2 separate regions of the Rattus norvegicus genome follow, and region 2 is linked to region 1. The links are chromatin contacts, called in public Hi-C maps. All regions are on one chromosome and are shown on one strand. Each heading gives the region's core, a stretch centred on a gene start, on an enhancer-like site or on the middle of the called end of the contact. The rest is flanking DNA. Distances are from core to core; before and after follow the strand shown. Region 1 holds the start of Ube2s (ubiquitin-conjugating enzyme E2S). Region 2 overlaps Brsk1 (BR serine/threonine kinase 1).

Region 1 (7,096 bases), core at 2,045-4,544:
ATAAGTTCAGAGGTCCTCATCAGGTGGGAAATTACTCAAGGGCATTTTAGGATTGGAGAATTTATATTTGGTTTTCCTATGTGTTTCATACTACTATGCAAGGTGCAGAAACCCAAAAGTGATCATTGGCTTTACCAGGAATGCCAAGTTTGGAGCCACTGACCACAGGTCTTAAATGATATATCCATCCAATTCATATCATTCTAATGTTAGTTCAGAAGGCTCCATGAATAAAAAAGTCCTGAGCTAAGTTGATTAACAGACACTTCTATGAGCTTCTGACACATACAGAGCAGCCAAGTCAGCAGATGTTACCAATGCTGAAAAGGAATATGGATCTCAACTTTTACACGTGTACCTCCAAACTAGAGGCCCCTCTTTTTAACAGCCCCCCCAAAGCACAGCCAATAGCCATCTAGCATTCCCAGTACTCTGGATAGAACCAGGCCCAACCAACATCCAGGAAAGAAGGCAAAACAGGAAAGATTTTTGGGGTTGTTTACCTTAGAGCTTAATCCTTCCCAAGTGCCCTGAAGGAAACCCCAATCCTCTATCTTCACAACCATCAGCCCTAGTGGCTCATTAGGAATTTAAAAAAAAAAAAAACCTATGGGAGGTACAAAGGTGGTATCAGGTGACCTAACTACTTTAAGTGGCCTTTAGAGACCTTGGAGAACTGTCCTAGATCAGTTACCTCCACTTCAACTGAGTAGGGAGAATGGTGGTACAGTCCTGTACATAGAAGATGCTGAATAGTGTCCCACAAAATGTCCCAGGCACAGCCCCAGGTAAACACTCAGCTGAGTAGGGTGGCACAATCCTATAAACCCAGCTCTCGGGAGTTTTCTCATTAACCCACTTGCTTGGGTCAAAAAAAAAAAAAAAATGTAGCGGCTGGGGATTTAGCTCAGTGGTAGAGCACTTACCTAGGAAGCCCAAGGCCCTGGGTTCGGTCCCCAGCTCCGAAAAAAAAAGACCCCCCCCCCCAAAAATGTAATAGCCATGCTGGAGTTAAGTTCATGTCCAGTTTGGGCTTTTAAAATACACTTTTAAATCGAAAGTTATGGTATGTAAATAAGTCTCTCTAAACCACACATTGCTCTCTACCTTCTACAAAACCGCCCTATCATACAAATCCACAGTTGTTGAATGTCAAGGTCTCTGCCTCGACACTGCAGAACAGTACTTAGTGCCATAAGCCAACCCTTCCACTATTTTCCAGAAAGGCTGGTAAGCTCCTTTCTTTCTTTTTTTTTTTGGAGCTTGGGACCTAGCAAGAGCTCTACCACTGAGCTAAATCCCCAACCCCGGTAAGCTCCTTTCTATTTGATTCTGCCCACTACTATTCCACAGTTGATTTTTAAAAACTAGACAAAGTACTGTGGCAGAAACTCACCAGCAGCACATGTCGTATGCCCAACTCAGCAGTCCAGTCCCTCTTGAGCACGTTGACACAGATCTCACCATTGGGGCCCACATTTGGGTGGAAGATTTTAGTCAGGAAGTAGCCCTTGGGTGGGGAGGCAGGGAAGTCCTTCCCTAGTAGGAGCTTCATACGGAACAGACCTCCAGCATAGGGGGTCCCTTCTGGAGAAGACACAAAGGGACTGCTTTAGTATATCCTAACGTCCTTCAACATTGCAAAGACCAGTTTTTTTGGGTCTGGCTAAGGCAGATAGTCTGTCAATCCCTCCACCAGGCTGGGGAAATTTAGGGCAACAAAGAAGTTTTCTAGGTACTATAAGTGACATCTTGCTATAACTTGACTATATCACATGCCTCATCCTATAGTCCATACATCCAGTTCCTGGATATCAGTTTTGCCACTCTACAGGATAAAGAAACCCAACTCACCAACTTTTCCGGCTAACCATTTCCCAAGCTTTTCCACAACCTCATGAGGTATGTTTTCTTTTACCTACTTGCTTGGGTCAAAAGTGGTAATCACAGATGATCTGCCCACCAGCAGTAGCTATACTAGCTAACAGCAGACCAGGTAGACATCTTCCACACCCCTAGCACTAACAGACCAGACACTTGATTTTGAAACTGATTTTTAGCTGACTTTGTATAAATTCAGTTGAAAAATTAGGTCTGAAAAACCTAAGTGGCTTACTTAATACATGGAATCAGTTTATTACCACCTGTTTTCCTTCACAATGCGTTTTCATTTAGTCTCGTTTGCCCTAACGCTTGACAGGTGATCGGTACACTTTCTATTTCTGCTTAATTTATATGCATCCGCAGGTCTCTAGAAAGTCACACTTGGGACAGCTTTAATCCAAGCCTAAGCAAAAGTCCACACTTTGTTACCAGCACCCAAGAGGTTGAATCCTGTTTGTTCCACAGCCACACAACAGAAGACAGAAGAAATCCAGTCAAGTGGCCCCTCCCTTCCGTGCCCACACTCACCAGGGCCCTCGATTGTAACCTGCAGGTCGGTGAGATCCTCCTCATTGGGGAAGACTTTAATGCCATCGGGTGGATCTGCTGTCAGTGTTGTCACCTCCTTGTACACTAGGCGGATGATGTGGGGAGGGAGATTCTCTACATTGGAGTTCTAGGCGCGGAAGGAAAAGGAGAGTGAGCAGCCCGAAATATCTGGGATTAAGGATGCTGGATACCAGAATCCATACTTTATAGGTACGAGGATGTCAATCACTGCCAGTCAAGTAGACCTAGGGTGCTTCTGGCCGTTGCCCCCAAAGAAACACGACGTTGTTTCAGAAAAGGCTTCTACGTGGCTCATCGTGCCCGAACCTCTCAAAACCGCTCGTTACGACGCGCATGGGTCCACCACTGGTTCTAGGTGGCCTAAGGCCTAACCGGAGCCCTTCCCCTACTTAGCCTTGAAATACCCCCACCAATCCCCCCAAAAAAATCAAGAAAGAAAAAGCCTGGGCGAAATGGCGGCGGGATGTCTTGATCCTGAAAACACCCATGGGCGGGCCGCAAGGCACCCAAAGCCCTCCCCAAGATTCTGAGGGCCTCCTGGGCTCCTTCATCGTCTGTAGAAAGGCCCTGGGGCCGACTCCTGGCTCTGGACCTCCAGCCCTGCCACCAAAGCACTCAGAAGCTGGCCAAAAAACACTTGGGACGCCGCAGTCGCCTCTTCTGCCAGAGTCCCCAACCGCCCCTCAGGCCTCCCGCTTCACTCACCATGACTTCAACAGGCCGGGGGCGGGTCCCCCCGGCCCCCTTCCTGCACTCCTCGGACCGCCGGCCGGGGCGGGGGGCCCAACTGCCGGCCGCTGTGGCCCTAGCGAGGCCCCCGAGGGCCCGCTCCGCTCCCCACTAACTCCGACGCCCGCTACAAAACGCACGCAACGTTACGTCTGCCCGTCCGTACTGAGCCGGCCGCGCGCCCAACACCGCACTTTTATAGCTACCCGCAGGCCCCGCCCTTCACGGCACGTCTGGGCTGCTACGTCAACGCGCACGTTGCTTGGCGGTCAATGCGCTTTCCTCCCCCTCCCCCCGGCTCTTCTCAGAATAGGAGCAGAAGTTCGAACCAAGTTTGTGAAGAGGGTTATCCAATGAGGGCTCGCGCCAGCAGAAGAGTAGACCTGAGGAAACCAAGCGGCTAAAAACCCCGAGCAGAGAGAAAGGGGGGAAAAAAAAACCCGCAGAGGCGACGCGGCCGCTGATTGGACCGTTTGAATGAGACGCCGCCACGACTTGGCGTGCGCGCGCGCTCCTGCATGGAGAAAGACGCGCACGCAACTAACGGTTAGCTAGAGGAAGGGGCAGGGCGAGGGAAGGCGGGACTGGAAGGGTTAAAGGAGTGACGGAAGGGTCTTTGACCAATAAAGTGGGGCGTCTGGACTCGTGGGGCGGGTAGAAATGGAGAGCTACTAATGGGAAGCCAGCTCAGCGTGATAGACTCCACCCTTGACCAATGAAATGTCTAAATTTCTTTTGTGTATGCAAATATTATTCTGGGAGGCGGGCGACCTCGCCTGGAAGCTATGGAAAGGCGGAAGTCTGTGTGTATTTGTCTATGTGGCGCCATTTTGTTCTGTGCTCCTGTTTTGTGTTAGGCAGCCCTCAGAAAATCAGGTTGGATGACTCTGAGGGCTTGGACTTCCTGGTCCTCTAGCATATGATTTGTGACCTTTGCCACCCTTAAGTTTCTTTAGTGGCTAGTAAACTCTGGGATTCTTAGGGATGCCAGAGGAAGAAGCCAGGGACGTCCCACGTTCTTATTGAGGGCTTTTATGACTGGCATCTAGATCCTATACACTTCTGTTACGTTTTTGAGAGAATTTCATTATTTAGCCATAACTGGCCTGGAAGTCCTTTTTTAGGGAGGCGGAGTGGGGTGGGTGGGGTTGCTTTGTTTTGTTTGGGCTTTTCAAGACAGGGTTGTTCTGTGCAGGCCTGACTGTCCTTCCTGAAACTCGAGTTATAGACCAGGCTGACCTGAACTCACAGAGATCATCTTCCTGAGTGCTGAGATTAAAAGTATATGCCACCACACCCTTGACTCATAACTTTTATATCCGTCCCCTAGTGTATGGGATAGTGCTGTCCACATTGAGGTCATCTCTTCCCTCACCCTTAACCTCCTGGACCTGTCCTTACATATACTCCCAGTGACTCTTAATAACCATGAAGTGTTAATCCAATTGTGACAGCATGGCAGAGATCTAGAGAGAATTAAACTATCTCCAGGAATCCCATGCTGGGGAGAGAACAAACTGAAGCTTTGACCTCAGAACAGTAGGACTTCATCTCCCAGGAAGAGATTTCAGTTCTGACAACCTATCTCACAGCTAAATCTGCAGAAGTACGTTTCCTGAGTCTTGTTTCTTATTTTCTGTAAAATGGTAGCTTTGCTAGAGGGAAAGCAGAAAGAAACTAAAAACCCTCTTTCCTGACAAGATCTGGCCATAATTCTTAGGAAACCTGTTTTCATTCACCTATTTTTTATTTTATTTATTATGAGCATATCGGTGTTTTGCCTGTATATATGTAGGTACACAGTATGCATACCTGGTGCCCAGGGAGTTCAGAAGAGAGTATCAGATCCTCTGGAACTGGAGTTACTGATAGTTTGAACCACCATGTGGATATTGGGAACTGAACTCAGGTCCTCTGTAAGAGCAACAATGTTCAGGGGCTGGGGATTTAGCTCAGTGGTAGAGCGCTTGCCTAGGAAGCGCAAGGCCCTGGGTTCGGTCCCCAGCTCCGAAAAAAAAAAAAAAAAGAACCAAAAAAAAAAAAAAAAAAAAAGAGCAACAATGTTCTTAACCACCAACCTATTTGTTCTATGTCAGAACAGGGTTCAGGAATGGAATCATGCCAGGAGAATTCTGAGTGCTTGTGAGAACACTCCAAGAAAAGATAAGAGTCTTGTGACTTCTATTTCATCAAAACATGGAATTGTTTTTGGAATGTGTTTTTGTAGTCCTGTGTTTCTCCCAGATGTAGCAGCTTGGAGTGAATTTGCTTCAGATTACCCCTATTGGTTGCTGATGTTACTCAAATGTTTAAACTGTCTTTTATATGCCTCTATGGAGAACAGGTTTAAACTGTCTTTTATATGGCTCTGTGGAAAACAGGTTTTTGTTTTGCATGACTTGTTCTTGTGATTGTACACAGCCTGAACTCATGAAACCTTTACTCCTGTAACCTTTCTTAACCTTCAGAGTATATAAATCACCATTTCTCAACATGTGGGTCTTGATTCCTTTGAGTCGGGGGTTGAACAACCCTTTTACGGGGGCTGCCTAAGACCACTGGAAAACACAGATACCTACATTATGACATATCATAACGGTAACAAAACTACAGTACGAAGTAGCAATGAAAATATTTTGTGATTGGAGGTCACCACAACCTAAGGAACTGTGTTAAAGGGTTTCAGCACTAGGAAGGTTGAGAACCACTGGTATAAATTGTCTGAGGCAATGAATAAAGGTGGCTATTGCCTGAAACTTTAGTCTGCCTGATTTATTAGTTCCATTCTCCCAGGTCTCACTGTTTTTAGAGTAATCACAGTCCAGTCCCCTTATTTTACAGATTCTTGCCTTAAGGTTTTCTCCTGGGATGGAGATGAACTACAGGCCTCAAGTTGATGGAGCTAACCAATCCTTTTTGACTCCATCATTACTAGTAATCAAACGAAACAAAATTACATAGGGGTAACTATTTATGACTTTGGATTAAGCAATGGTTTCTTACACCTACTGCCAAAAACAGCAAAAGAAAAAGAAATAAATTCGACTTCATCAAAACTAAAAAAAAAAAAAAAAAAAAATAGTGTTCAGAGGACCAAAGTGAAAAGATATGAATTGGAGTGATGACTCAGTGGTAGAGCAGCTGCCTAGACTCTGCCAGTGAAGGGCTAGACGTGTGGCTCAGTGGTAGATGGCCTGCCTACAATCCAGCAGCCTGGGCTACATGAGACTGAAAAGGCCAAACCAAACAAGGTGAGGGATAAAGTACTTGCCTTGCAAGAATAAATTGATCTTAAATTCCCAGAATCCATGTAAAAGCCAGGTATAGTTGCATGCATCTATAACTCCAAGCAAAAAAAGGAGATCCCCAGAAGCTGGGAAGTCAGCTGGCCTGGTGTATACAGCACCAAAGAGGAGCCCCTGCTGCAAACAAGGTATAGATGAGGGCTGACCCACTTACAGGATATGCACACATAAGCCTGTGCTCAAACATAGGGACACATATGAACATACATCACACACACACACACACACACACACACACACAGACCCTGCTTCCATCTGGTATTTTGTCACATAAATGAGAAAAGCAACTCATGCAGAGGTTGTGAATTGCTGTCAAAATTGGAGGTTCGGGAATGCTGGCTAGGTGCTGTAGTAGTCTTAAACAGGATAGTTCTCACTGACTAGGTAACATTTGGAACTGGAGAGAGAGCCCAGGGAATAAAAACACTGCTCTCACAGAGGCCCCAGGTTTAGTTCTCAGCACTCACATCAGACTGCCCACAACTGCCTGTAACTCCAGGTCCAGGGGATCCAGTGTCCTCTCTGGCCTCCTCAGGTACCAGCACACACTTAATACACATACATTTATGCAGGCACACACACAAAATTTTTTTAAAAAAGAAGGTGAC
Region 2 (6,997 bases), core at 2,531-5,030, 110 kb before region 1:
CTGATCCTCCTGCCTCTACCTCCCAGGTTCTGGGGTTGTAGGCCTGTGTCACCACACTGGTGCTGGGAGTGGGACCCAGGGCTTCATGGAAGTTAGGCAAGCACTTCAACAGCTGGACTACATCTCCAGCCCATGTAGGTGAGGATACTAAGTGTCCTCCCAAACTCTCAATCTTTTTTTAAAGATTATATCTATGTGAGTACACTGTAGCTGTCTTCAGACACACCAGAAGAGGGCATAGAATCCCATTACAGATGGTTGTGAGCCACCATGTGGTTGCTGGGAGTTGAACTCAGGACCTCTGGAAGAGCAGTCAGTGCTCTTAACCACTGAGCCGTCTCTCCAGCCCATCACCTGGACAGTCTTAAGCTCCACCTAAGGCAGTGACACTCAGTCTTCCCGAAGCTCTGGCCCTTTGTATGGTTCTTCATGTACAGTTGTGGTGACCCCCGACTGTAAAGTTGTTTTGGTTGCTACTCCATAGCTGTGATTTTACTACTGTTACTAACTGAAATGCAAACATCTGTGTTTTCTGATGGTGTTAGACGACCTCTGTGAGAAGGTCATTTGACCTGCCAATGGGGTCATGACCCACAGGTTGAGAAACACTGCCATAAAGAAAGACCCAATGGTGTTGCTCACTTGGTGGATTGCTTGCCCGGGACACATGAAGCCTCTGGTTCCATCCCCGAACTACATAAACTGGTCCTGGTGGTGCATGCCTATAACCCCACAAAGGGCTGCAGCCCACAGGTTGAGAACCACTGACCTCAGGGTTCTTGATGATGTCTTGCACAGGGGGCGCTGCCCTTCGATGATGACAACCTACGACAGCTACTAGAGAAGGTGAAACGTGGTGTCTTCCACATGCCGCACTTCATCCCTCCAGACTGCCAGAGCCTCCTGAGAGGGATGATTGAAGTGGAGCCCGAGAAAAGGCTCAGTGTAAGCAGGGAGGAACTGGTGGAAGAGAAATGTTCCTGAGATGGCAGAATCCTAAGAGAGCTTCCTGGGCCTGCCTGTAAATCCTGGGATTGACTGAGTTTGTCGGTTAAGTGACAAGCCCAAGAACCAGTAAAACCTAAAAACTAGACAATCATTCCCAAGTTAGACCAGGGATCTCAGGCCTTGGGCACGGCGGGTTGAGAGTTGAGGCAGGGGTTGAAAATGCTGGCACTGTGCATGCAGGAAACTGCTACGGGGGAAGGGGGGGTGTCTCTTAAAAATGGTCAGTCTACAGGTGCTTTACCACCACTAGGGGCAGACATGATATCACTCTGCCTCAGATTGGGAAATGATGGGTCAGTGACCTCCCAGAGCCAATGCTAATCAATTTTACTTAATTGCTCACCCTCTGTTTGTATATGACCTAATTTCTGCTTCTCTGTGACCCACCCCTTCACAGCTGGAGCAAATTCAGAAACATCCTTGGTATCTGTGAGTAGGAGGGAATTGAGCAGTTGGGTACCTGCGGGAGGTAGGGCACTGGGGTCAGAATAGAGAGAAAGGTGGAGGGTGGGATGCCATGTTCCTGATGGTGGGGTGGGATGGAGGGAACTACAGTCTGAAACTTCAGAGTACAGGCAGAGGACAAAGCTAAAAAGAGGCCAGGGTGTGGAGACCAGAGGCGGGTGTGGAGAATCCAGCACTCTTGAGTCAGAGAACTGGACCCCCTGAGTCTAAGGAAGTAAAGCTGGAGAGCCAGAATCTCCAGATCCTGGGATGAGTAGTCTGGGCATAGGACATAAACCTAGGATGATAAAGGCTCTATTTCAGATGCTATTTTCTCCAAAGCATTTGTTCCTGCACCATTCCAGGGGCGGGAAACACGAACCAGACCCTTGCCTGGAGCCAGCCCCAGGCCGCAGAGTAGCTATGCGGAGCCTGCCTTCCAATGGCGAGCTGGACCCTGACGTTCTGGAAAGCATGGCGTCTCTGGGCTGCTTCAGAGACCGCGAGCGGCTACACAGAGAACTGCGAAGTGAGGAGTAAGAGCTCCTAAAATCCTTTTCAGCAGTGCCCCCACTATACTGGATGAATGGGTTGTGGCAGTTCCCTATGTAGCCTGAAGGGGGCGAGCTGCATCCACTTTTAGGGACAAAATTTAGGGAGCAATTGCAGTCTGGAAATACTCAGAGAAAGTATTAATGCTGAGACAGGCATGGATGGTGTCTTCGTTACTTAGAACTTAATAAGTACTTAAGTCGTGATGTACATTGGACCATAGGAAGCCAACTATGTTGGCTTATGTGAAAAAATTACATTCTGGGTCCAAAAAGAGAAATAAGACCTGAACACCTGTGTCTGAGGGAGGACAGCTAGGGGCTTGGACTGGAGGGACTGTGGTGCAGTGGGCTCGAAAGTCTAAAGGAGAAGGACGGGGGTCTGGGCTCCTTGGTCCACGGGAGAAGGCCTGCACTTGTGCCCTTGGATATGGGGGCAGATCTATGAGGTGGCCTGAGCTGGAAGAGCCACAGCAGATGGCAGGGAGGGAGAGAAGAGGGAGGGAGAGAAGGAGAGAGGGAGGGGAGGAGGGAGGGGAGGAGGGAGGGGAGGAGGGAGGGGAGGAGGAAGGAAGAGGAGGTCTTATTCAGATACAAACTTCCTCATTTACATGGTTGTTTTGTTTTTCATTGCTTTTAATTATGTATGGGAGGAGGGTGTAAAGACCAGAGGATAACTTGGCAGGAGCTTGGTCCTCTCTCTCCACCATGTGGGTCCCAGGGATCAAACTTTAGTAGCAAGCACCTTTATCCATCTCTCCAGCCCTGGGTACTGTTGCTGACCTCGGTCCTCCCTTAACCGCCTCCCTCTTCCCTGTCTTAGGGAAAACCAAGAAAAGATGATCTATTATTTGCTTTTGGATCGGAAAGAGCGGTACCCTAGCTGTGAAGACCAGGACCTGCCTCCTCGGAATGATGTTGGTAAGAAGACAGATAGGGCAGTCCAGATCCTAGGATTCCTGAGGGAGGAGGATGCTGTAGGCCCTGGAAGTCTATGTTTAGACAACTAGACATGAGAACCTCTCTCTGCTCTGGGTCTTAGTTTCCCCATCTGTTTACAAGGCAGTCATATATATTCTGTGTATACCTGGGCAAACTTACCTACTGGGTGGGTGACTAACTCTCCCTCAGACCCACCTCGGAAGCGTGTGGATTCCCCCATGCTGAGCAGACACGGGAAACGGAGGCCAGAGCGGAAGTCCATGGAAGTCCTCAGCATCACAGATGCTGGGAGTGGTGGCTCTCCAGTGCCTACCAGAAGGGCCTTGGAGATGGCCCAGCACAGTCAGAGGTGAGAGAGAGGCTGTCCCCTCTGGAAGAATCTTCAGTCCCAGAATATAGAGGGAGCAGAGCATTGCAACCTCCTGTGCCTGGTCCCTCATCTGGGAGGACATGGAAATGGAGAAACAGCTGAACCTTCTGAAACACTCTCAGATAATTTTTTTTAACCCTGTAAACAGATCCCGCAGCGTCAGTGGAGCATCCACTGGTCTGTCCTCCAGCCCTCTAAGCAGCCCAAGGGTAAGACTAGACCCTCAAAGAATTAAGAGAAATCAACAGAAAATACAGTTCCATGAGACATTCTTGCCCAAGAAGTGTCAAAGACACCATTTTTTCTTCTCAGGGTTGGGTTTGTATATGCCTGGGGGGTTTTAATCATTTATCAGAAGTTCTTTGAGTACCTTCAGCATGCCAGTCTCTGCTTGGCAGCCTTAGTGGGTTGGTTGGAGACAGTGCATGTGCCTCAAATCCAGAGCGTGGGTGGGGCTGATTGAACTACAACTCCCAGCATGTCTTGCAGTCCTCCCCAGCGAGTCTGTGCTAGTAATACTCCCAAACACAATTCCCTCCGGGAAGTTGAAGTCCGAATTCTCACTAGGTCCTACTTGTCTACAGAGTCCGGTCTTTTCCTTCTCACCGGAGCCAGGCGTTGGAGATGAGGCTAGAGGTGGAGGCTCCCCAACTTCCAAAACACAGACGCTGCCTTCTCGGGGCCCCAGAGGTGGGGGCGCTGGAGAGCAGCCACCACCTCCCAGTGCCCGTTCCACGCCCTTGCCTGGACCACCAGGCTCCCCGCGCTCCTCCGGCGGAACCCCCTTGCACTCACCTCTGCACACGCCTCGAGCCAGCCCTACCGGGACTCCAGGAACTACACCACCTCCCAGCCCAGGCGGTGGCGTCGGGGGAGCCGCCTGGAGAAGTCGTCTCAACTCCATCCGCAACAGCTTCCTGGGCTCCCCTCGCTTCCACCGGCGCAAGATGCAGGGTAAGGGTCTCAGCAGATGCTGGTCTGGGTTTGGCAACTGCTGGATTCTAATGTGGTTAGGAGGGGCTAAACGTCTTGTCATACGGGAAATTTCTTGGGGGTCTTTAGGAAAGAGCCTGCTTCCCAAGTCCCAACACGAATACCGATGATAAAGTTTGGAGAGAGACAGGTTTGGGGGCTGGAGGGACATGGGAACATGTCCTGCCACAGTGTACTCTTCTTGGTTGCCTACTCATTGGTCCATAGGGACTTAGTATCCACCCTGGTAGCACCACTGCCTATCCTGAAGGACTAGATCAGACTACTGGAGTTAGGGTTTGCCATTTGGGAGATGACTGAACCCACAGGGTGCTGGATGATAAATAATAAGTAAGTGCTGACTACTCTCTCCTCTCCCAAACTAGTCCCTACCGCTGAGGAGATGTCCAGTTTGACACCAGAATCCTCTCCAGAGTGAGTTCAACAAGGGAAGGAACTAAGTGGGAACCAAGGGGACTTGTCTCTTAGTGTCTTCTTGACCCTCCTCCTTCTATCTGTCCCCTTCCACCCAGGCTGGCAAAACGCTCCTGGTTCGGGAATTTCATCTCCTTGGACAAAGAAGAACAAATATTCCTCGTGCTAAAGGACAAACCTCTCAGCAGCATCAAAGCGGACATTGTCCATGCCTTTCTGTCGGTGAGAGTCCTGGCATCCCTATTGACCGCAAAGCTACACCACCCTAACACTATCCCTGGCCTGACTTACTTCTGAGATTCATGGGATTTGTAGTTTTCCAGCAAGAGGTGGACTTGGTTACTATGGCACAGGGAGGCAGGAACAGATGATTGGGCCCACAGCCTAAAAGCAGTGAATAAAGAACCTAAATAACGGGGGCTGGAGAGATGGCTCAGAGGTTAAGAGCACTGGCTGCTCTTCCAGGGGTCCTGAGTTCAAATCCCAGCAACCACATGGTGGCTCACGACCATCTGTAATGGGATCTGATGCCCTCTTCTGGTGTGTCTGAAGACGGCTACAGTGTACTCAAATAAAATAAAATAAATCCTTTTAAAAAAAAAAAAAGAACCTAAATAACAGGGCTGGAAAGATGGCTCAGAGGTTAAGAGCACTGTCTGCTCTTCCAGAGGTCCTGAGTTCAATTCCCAGCAACCACATGGTGGCTCACAACTATCTATAATCAGATCTGGTGCCCTCTTCTGGCCTGCAGGAGTACATGCAGGCAGAAAACTGTATGATGTATACATTATAAATAAATAAACGTTTAACAGGTTCCTGAGTACCAATGAAAAATGAGCGAGTCACCATGCCATGCCAAAAGATCTGAGGAGAAAACTTTCTCTATGAACCTTAACGCTTCCTACTTACTACCAGTCATAGCCCTTTTGGAATTTTCAGTTACTAAGACATGTGACTTGTGGAGGAAAGGAAAGACCACATGAATTTAGGATTCATTCTTCTGATCATAGGGCAGAGGAACTGTAGAAGGTGAGGCAGTGGGCAGTGGGTCCTCCCAAGGCCTACTTTGTTATCTCTTACCATTACCATTGTGATGGGCCTTGTTCCTTGTCCAGAGCCAGGTGTAGAACAGTCATCTGTTCCTTAGATTTACCTCATCCTTATTTATATTCTTACCTTCTAGATCCCTAGCCTGAGTCACAGTGTGCTGTCACAGACCAGCTTCAGGGCCGAATACAAGGCCAGCGGTGGCCCCTCTGTCTTCCAGAAGCCTGTCCGCTTCCAGGTGGACATCAGCTCCTCTGAGGGTCCAGAACCCTCACCCCGAAGAGATGGTAGCAGTGGAGGTGGCATCTACTCAGTCACCTTCACTCTCATCTCCGGTGAGTTCCTCTTGACCAGCTTTGGGGTAAACGGGATCTCTAAAATAGGATCTCAGCACAGGAAGGCAGCAAGAAGGGGAATCAGCACAGAATGCTCTGGTTCTGTGGGTGCCCCTGTCCCTAACACACATACAACACACACACTTTCCTTTCCCAGTCTTTCCATCACATGTATTTTGAAAATAGTTCATGGGTATCAGGGATCACTCATTTCACAAAGGGAACAAAACCACAGAGTGCTTCTTGCTACCTTTTCATCTCCATCTTCTAATAGAAGAGTGAGCATGCTAGCCTCAAGCATCAGGGCCCTACCCAGAGCAGACATCACCAGTCTATCCATGGAGTTCTTCCTGCACTCAGCTGAGCTGTAGCCTCGGAATTTTAACTCTAGGCAGCCATGACCAATCAAGAGTTAGCCTGAGAGAGGAAAAACTGCAGAGATAAGTTTTTTTTCCAATTCTTGGTTACTGGTAACCAATTTTAATATGTTATGATCAGGAGGTGAGTTTACTCTAAGAGTTTCTAAATCAGGCTGCAATGTGTGTGTGTGACACAGTAATCACGTGGCGGTCAAAGGACAGTTTTGGGGAATCAGTTCTCTCCAACTGTGTGGGCCCCTGGGATTGAACTCAGGTTGTAAGACTTGACAACAAATACTTTTACCCATTGAACCATTCTGCCAGCCAAGATTTTTGTTGTTTTAGGTTGGGGGTTTTGTTTGTTTGTTTTTGATGTTTTTTGTTTGTCTTTTGTTTGTTTGTTTCTCTCACTTATTTTTCTATGTTAAAAAATGTTTATTTTATATGTATGGGTATTTTTTCTGCATGAATGTCTGTGCATGACATGTGTACCATAAAAAGGTATCAGATTTCCTGGGGCTGGAGTTACAGGTA

Evidence for each region. A called contact is a pair of places that touch in the nucleus more often than the background predicts.
Region 2: a contact with region 1 is called in a Hi-C map of liver, with 7 times the contacts expected there. The contact joins the enhancer-like site here to the promoter of Ube2s in region 1. A contact is called at or near these places in 10 of 12 Hi-C or Micro-C datasets (the A7r5 cell line, the Rat2 cell line, Schwann cells and 6 more).

The regions. Positions count from the first base shown.
Region 1 is chr1:78,053,857-78,060,952 of GRCr8, reverse strand. Ube2s (ubiquitin-conjugating enzyme E2S) reads right to left here and starts at 3,294. Exons shown (of 4, transcript NM_001106224.2): 1 at 3,160-3,294; 2 at 2,413-2,560; 3 at 1,397-1,587. The coding sequence starts at 3,162. It overlaps LOC134482885 (a long non-coding RNA gene), which reads left to right and starts at 3,592. Exons shown (of 2, transcript XR_010059564.1): 1 at 3,592-3,729.
Region 2 is chr1:78,168,909-78,175,905 of GRCr8, reverse strand. It overlaps Brsk1 (BR serine/threonine kinase 1), which reads left to right. Exons shown (of 19, transcript NM_001127337.1): 8 at 799-945; 9 at 1,406-1,437; 10 at 1,818-1,988; 11 at 2,827-2,924; 12 at 3,135-3,294; 13 at 3,464-3,524; 14 at 3,900-4,269; 15 at 4,674-4,722; 16 at 4,821-4,944; 17 at 5,906-6,104. Among named protein-coding and RNA genes, the nearest start is that of Brsk1, 16 kb to the left of the region's middle. Within about 2 kb of position 3,780, at least 6 of the 93 cell types and tissues checked have an H3K27ac peak or open chromatin away from gene starts, as enhancers often do. A contact at or near this core is called in liver, where this site is marked.